Regions from separate parts of the Ovis aries genome. Here region 2 is linked to region 1. The links are chromatin contacts, called in public Hi-C maps. All regions are on one chromosome and are shown on one strand. Each heading gives the region's core, a stretch centred on a gene start, on an enhancer-like site or on the middle of the called end of the contact. The rest is flanking DNA. Distances are from core to core; before and after follow the strand shown. Region 1 has its middle 320 kb from the start of ACVR2A. Region 2 has its middle 480 kb from the start of ACVR2A.

Region 1 (3,013 bases), core at 221-2,720:
TAAGAAAAAGTACTGCCACAGAAGACTGACAACTTAAGTAGCTCATCTTCAGATTTCCCAGGTAAGACCTGATGTACAGTTCCCTGAAACAATCACCAGGCCCTTGGACTCTGATTCTGATCTCAACTTTCTGTGTGATTTTAGATAAATAGTTAGGTTTCTCCTTATCTCATTTATACCCACCTTATTTAGATGAGGAAATAAACATGAAAAGTTTTAAATGTTAAAAGTGTTAAGTACATATTAACTATGATGATGATGTTCTTGCAATGGTGCGGTATTAGACCAATCACAGGATTCAGAAGATTTGTTGCAGTTCAAACCTTCTCACTCACCCCCGGACAATGTAGCCACTCTTTGACTCAAGTTTTTCATTCTGTAAAACAAGGATAAAAAAATTTTCTATATATTCTCATTCAGTTATTTGTGTACTAAATTCAGGATATATTGCCAGTTCTCAGAAAAGGTGAGGTTCCTTTTGTCAACACTGTCCCAATAAGGACCTTATTTGATAAATGTGATCATTCACTCTCCAGGAACCTTGTTCCCCAGAAAGATCCCCCACAAAGGGCTGAGATCAGATACATGAAAAGGAATTTCCCAGAACTCAGCTCTTTCTCCACAGACTTCTAACTTAGTTGTGTTTTCTATCCCAGACATATTTAATAAAAGCAGCTCAAGGGAATTAAATGATATCTCTCTCTGGCCTGGTCTGAGACATGAAGCCATCTGGAGAACATAACTTCCAACACTCATTTCTGGTTGCATCATATCTAACCACAAAACCCCATCCAAGCTCGAAGTTTCTCCACCACTTTCCTTCCTCCATGGACTTAAATCCATGGCCCTGGGGTGACTATTTAAAGCTACAAATGGCAACTCATTCTCCCCTTAGTTTCCTCTGGGCTGTTTCCCTAATTAGGAAACAGAAATATGGAGAAGGTAACTTAAGAATAAAACCAGACCCTTCAAAGTAAGCCATTTCTGCATTGTTCTAGAATGTATGGCTCATGCTTCACTGGGAGCAGATTACTCTTCTTAACTGGGTTTATTTAGTCAACTATTGAAATTAATTTCCATTCCCTGAGCATATTTAATCTGATAACAAGAGAAGGCAGCCTGAGATTAAATTCTCACTATGAAAAGCTACAGAAAAAAAGAGATTGGGGCTAATCAAGAACAACACATCTTTGATATAGACCTGAATATTTCTAAGCTCTAGCTCACAAATAGCACTCAGTGACCTACTGAACAAGCAAGAGTCTATTCAAGCCCGCCTTCCTGCTTGCACATTTGGTCTTAAATCTTATCCTGGTACCATTCCCAAACTTTCCATCCCCATGGGACTAAAGTTACCCCAGAAATCCTTCCACAAGAGATGCAATCATTGCACTGTTCTCTGCCACCTTGGCCGAAGCTGAGGAGAGCTGGCCTCTTCAAATGCCTCTATGTAGTTTCTTGTTACTAAGACACATTTTCCAGCCTAGAGAGTGACTGAGTATCCTGCAATCCTGAGGTTTGGCTCTGTTTGGTGGGTTGATGGTTGATTCTGCCTGTGACCAAAAAAAAAAAAAAAACAGCTGAGTATAGCAGGGTGGTGAATGTTCTGAATCAACATAAGGCAACCAGATGCTTCAAAAGAGGCAGTTATGAAATATATTCAATAAATATCCACATCCAAGTGTGGGCTCTTTCTTTAGTTGTGACAGAGGGAAGACAAACAAATCAACAGCACACACAATTAGCCCTCCATCCATGGAATAGAATTTCTCAGAATTTCCACTTGTGACCTGCTCAAAGACAGCCAAATCAATCTAGGTGCTTATAAGAATACTGCCTGAGATATAAACAAGGTGCTTCTTGGATTGCCTTTGCCCATTGTCCCAATCATATTCTCAGACTCTGAATTTGATAAGCTTTCTTTGCCCTTGTAGTTAACAAAGGGCCAGATCTGCAGTCAGTTGATTGTAACTAATTGATCAGAATATCACCAAGGATGTTTTCCAGAGAAGGAGGAAAGACACAGCCCTGACTGTACCAATAATTGTCAAGGGATTTCCCATAAACATATAACACATGGAAGAGACAGAACCAAAATGATAAACTCAACAGTCTAATTATCGCTAGGCAATTTAATTCAATGCAACCCAAGTGATATTATCTGGGGATTAAAAGTTGGGAACAAAAATATTAGGAAGACAGTACAGACAGTGGTTAAGACATGGGCTGTGGTGGTCAGAACTGGATTCAAATTACAGCTCTGCTGTTTATCAACAATGTGGCTCTGAATAAGTAATTTAACCTGTAAGCCTCAGTTTCCCCCTTTTATGTTCTTAGTGGAGTGTAACACATAATAAGAACTCAATAAAAGTGAGCAATAATACTTTTCAAATACCAGAATGTTGCGGAACTCTTTCAGTCTCAGTTTCAACTGAGACCTCTAAAGTGGTGCCAATTATCCCAAATTTCAAAGTGAGATAACAACCTGAGCAGGATTTACAAAAGAGGTGTCCTCAAACTGTTCTGTGACACTTGTCCCCTTACCTGCTCATGGGTATATAAAGAAATCATTTGAGAAGGCTGGAAGAATTGAAGATTGGAGCGAGGAATTTTTTGGAAATTTCTACCCTCACCTCAGTACTAATGAGAGAGGCCTCAAAGAGATCACTTGGTGAGCTTGTTAGAGGTCTCCAGAGACAAAGTAAATGGAAACTGGGCCATGTATGAGAAACAGAAAGGGTCAGAGCTAAAGCAACCTGTAGAAGAGTAGAGAGCTATAGCTGGAAAGCAATTGTATAGCTACAGAAAGAGAATTTCAGACAAGGGCCACATGAGAGTGATGACAGCGGAGTGGAGAGGAATTATAGTCCCTTCCCAAGAGAGGTATGGTAATCTTTAGGCTCCCCCCAGCCCCCTGGGTACACTACTGTATAACCCCCGCCTCCCGTATAATTGCCCCTATTGGTCAAGACCTATGAATGTGATAGATTATCACCCCTATGATCAGACTACC
Region 2 (3,013 bases), core at 227-2,726, 160 kb before region 1:
ATTTTATCCTTCCAGTTATCTTCTTCATCTAAAATTCCTCTGCTAAAATAAATATTTGAGGACATTTTCTCTGCATCATTTCCAAGACAAATTTATGGTCAACTATAACTTTGCTAGAAGTTAACTCACTGACTATTTCATCATCTTTGTTGGGGTCAACTTCAGGGCATATTTCAATACTAAAAGCCACTTGGTGGATATATGCTGCCTCTTTAAGATTCCCCCATAGCCTCTAGATTATTTTTCCCTTCTCTCTTTTGTTTTCTTCAATTCTGCCTTAATTTTTCTTTGAACTTTGAAACTCTGATATATGACATCATAAATTGTTTTTGGATACATATTCCCTCAAAGACCTAGGAACAATAAAATTGTATCTCCTCAGAAATTAGACAGCTCTGTAAAATGAGCTTATACCATTCCCTATTCTGTTCTGTTTCACATATATTGTTTCCAAAGAGTTATAGAATTACATTTCTAAGATATAACATTGTGCCCTCTTTTAGTGATCTTTTTAGTTAAGCTTCTAAAAGAAAGGCAAAATAGATTCAATAGAAAATTCCCTACATTTCAACCATTTTTAGAGATTTTCCCTGTAATAAATACATGGAAAACAATCTTTGATTATTCACTGGATCATACTGTAGTATAGTGTAGAGGGAAAAATACAGCCTTGGAATGAGATCTGAGTTTCAGACTCAGCTCTACTGATTTTTTTTTTTTTTTTTTTTTTTACCTTTTAGTCTTCTGAATTGATTGCGTTATTTTCAAAAGTTTTAATAGTTGACTTACAATGTTGTATTTTTACTGAATGTTTTTAATGACTCTATACCATATCATTCACCTTCTATAAGCCTCCATTTATTTTTCTGCAAAGCATAAAAGTGCCTGCCTTAGAGGTTTCAATCATGGATAAATGACATTAATCAAATGTGCTATATAACTGTTCATCATATTAATAATTAAAATTCCCCAATTATTTTGATTCTAGCTTGATTTGTTATCACTAAAAAATACTATTCCCATTGTGCTTAACAGATTCTAATGAAAGTTCACATAGCAAAGAGCAAGAAAAACTTGCCATGATAAACAAGTTGTAAAAAATAAACTTGGTTTTAATTAAACTGCTTATTGACCCTTCTAAATTCTAGAATGGAGGCCACCATTTTAAAAGGTCACTTATGACATTGCCAGCATGAGGGTTATAAAATGCTTTCTTAGCCCATCTCCAATGACTTCCATGACAAATTTAGTTGGGAAGACCCATTGTAAGCTAGATATATGTATATATAAATTGACCATTATTGTAGCAAGATGGCAGCCTCCACCTTGAAGCTAAGAAATGCCATTGGGATGGAGTAAGATGCTACTTTAAACTATCATGAGTAATTTTCATAGTTTGTTGTGGCAAGGGAACAGAGGCAGTTAAGTACGTATTACAATGTCAGCAGACATACTACTGAGATGAATCTATTTTGACCTTTGTTCACATTCCATCTGGTCTAGTGACTAGGGTGAGTTCACAGGTTCACGATGAGTCAGGCTTCATTTATATCCTCAGAAACATTTGCAGTTTTGAATATTTGACAGCAACACACCCCAATGTGAAAATCCTGAGGGAGTGAGGGATTTGTTAAAGATGTTGCCCTGACTTAGGTAATATGATGCAGATAATATGAGTTCCTGCACTGAAAAACCTCACTGTCCTAAGACAGCCCCAAAACCAACCACCTCATCATAGAATTGACCCCTGGCCAAACTGTAATACATTCCCAATAAAAGTGAAATCAATTAAAATAAATATCAAAAGGAACCTGGTAAAGGTGATAAACCACAAAAATCTCCCCTCTGAATATGAAAAGGGAGAAGAGCAGGATTATTCCCTTGCCTTACGGATGAAGCGGGGATCCAAGGAGAGCACATCTGGTAGGGAAGGAACCACGTTTCCAGGCTGACATCTACATGTAAAACTCTGACATTAGGATCAGATGGCAAAAGCACTCTTCTACTGCTTCCATAGTCATATGTGCAAACTAAGTTGCTTCGGTCATGTCCAACTCTTTGTGACCCCATGGACTGTAGCCTGCCAGGCTCCTCTGTCCATTGGATTCTCCAGGCAAGGATCCTGGAGTGGGTGGCCATGCCCTCCTCCAGGGAATCTTCCCAACCCAGGGATCAAACCAGGGTCTCATATGTCTCCTGCATTGACAGGCAGGTTCTTTACCACTAGCGCCACCTGGGAAGCCCTCTTTTAGTCATAAAAATCATCTAAAGTAAAAAAGAGAATTTGCCCCTAAAATCAAGGAGTCCTTACTGAACCATCAACCCTCACTAGGTTCTCCATCTCAGTTTCCTTAGTGAATTCCCCTTATCATTTTTTTTTAATTCAAAGCAGTGAATAGATTTCTTCACAATCTACACTTAACTCAATTAGATGTTTTATCCAGTTCCAGAGTTCTAATTATTATCTATTTACAGGGGGTAAAAATTGCAAAATTTTATTTTTGGCCCAGTGCTCTGGACTTAACTACAAACCTATCTGCTTGATGTCTTAATTTCTCTACTTTGATGTCCCATAGGCATCTCAGCTTTATCATAGTCAAGACTGATTGTTTGATTTTCCCTTCCACCTGTCCTGCAGTCTTATTTCAGTGGCAGGTATCTTTATCTTGCCACATACTCACACTAAAAATCCTTGCAATCATGTTTTATCTCCCTCTTTTTATCAGTAAAAGTGTTTAGCACTTCAGCAAAAGTGTTAGCACTTCCTCTGCATTCTGTCCAACCACCTCTCCAGCTTTCACAGCCACCACCTTGGTTCAGGCCATCAACACCTCTTGCTTGAACAGATGCACCAGCCTCCTGACCTACTCGCCAGTCCCTAACCTGCTTCCACTGCCACCAAGACGCCCCTCGTTTTCTTCAGATCACTGACCATGGTTCACCTCCTCAGAAAAACTCTTTTGGGATTCGTATGTGTTCCTCTGGGCTTGCTTTATTTCTTATTAGAGTTCTT

Evidence for each region. Hi-C and Micro-C count contacts between places; a contact is called where the count stands out from the background.
Region 2: a contact with region 1 is called in a Hi-C map of skin fibroblasts, with 1.8 times the contacts expected there. The contact joins two enhancer-like sites. A contact is called at or near these places in 2 of 16 Hi-C or Micro-C datasets (skin fibroblasts and tail adipose tissue).

Annotation. Positions count from the first base shown.
Region 1 is chr2:162,037,883-162,040,895 of ARS-UI_Ramb_v3.0, reverse strand. No RefSeq gene overlaps it. Among named protein-coding and RNA genes, the nearest start is that of ACVR2A, 320 kb to the right of the region's middle. Within about 2 kb of position 1,470, at least 2 of the 54 cell types and tissues checked have an H3K27ac peak or open chromatin away from gene starts, as enhancers often do.
Region 2 is chr2:162,196,959-162,199,971 of ARS-UI_Ramb_v3.0, reverse strand. No RefSeq gene overlaps it. Among named protein-coding and RNA genes, the nearest start is that of ACVR2A, 480 kb to the right of the region's middle. Within about 2 kb of position 1,476, at least 6 of the 54 cell types and tissues checked have an H3K27ac peak or open chromatin away from gene starts, as enhancers often do.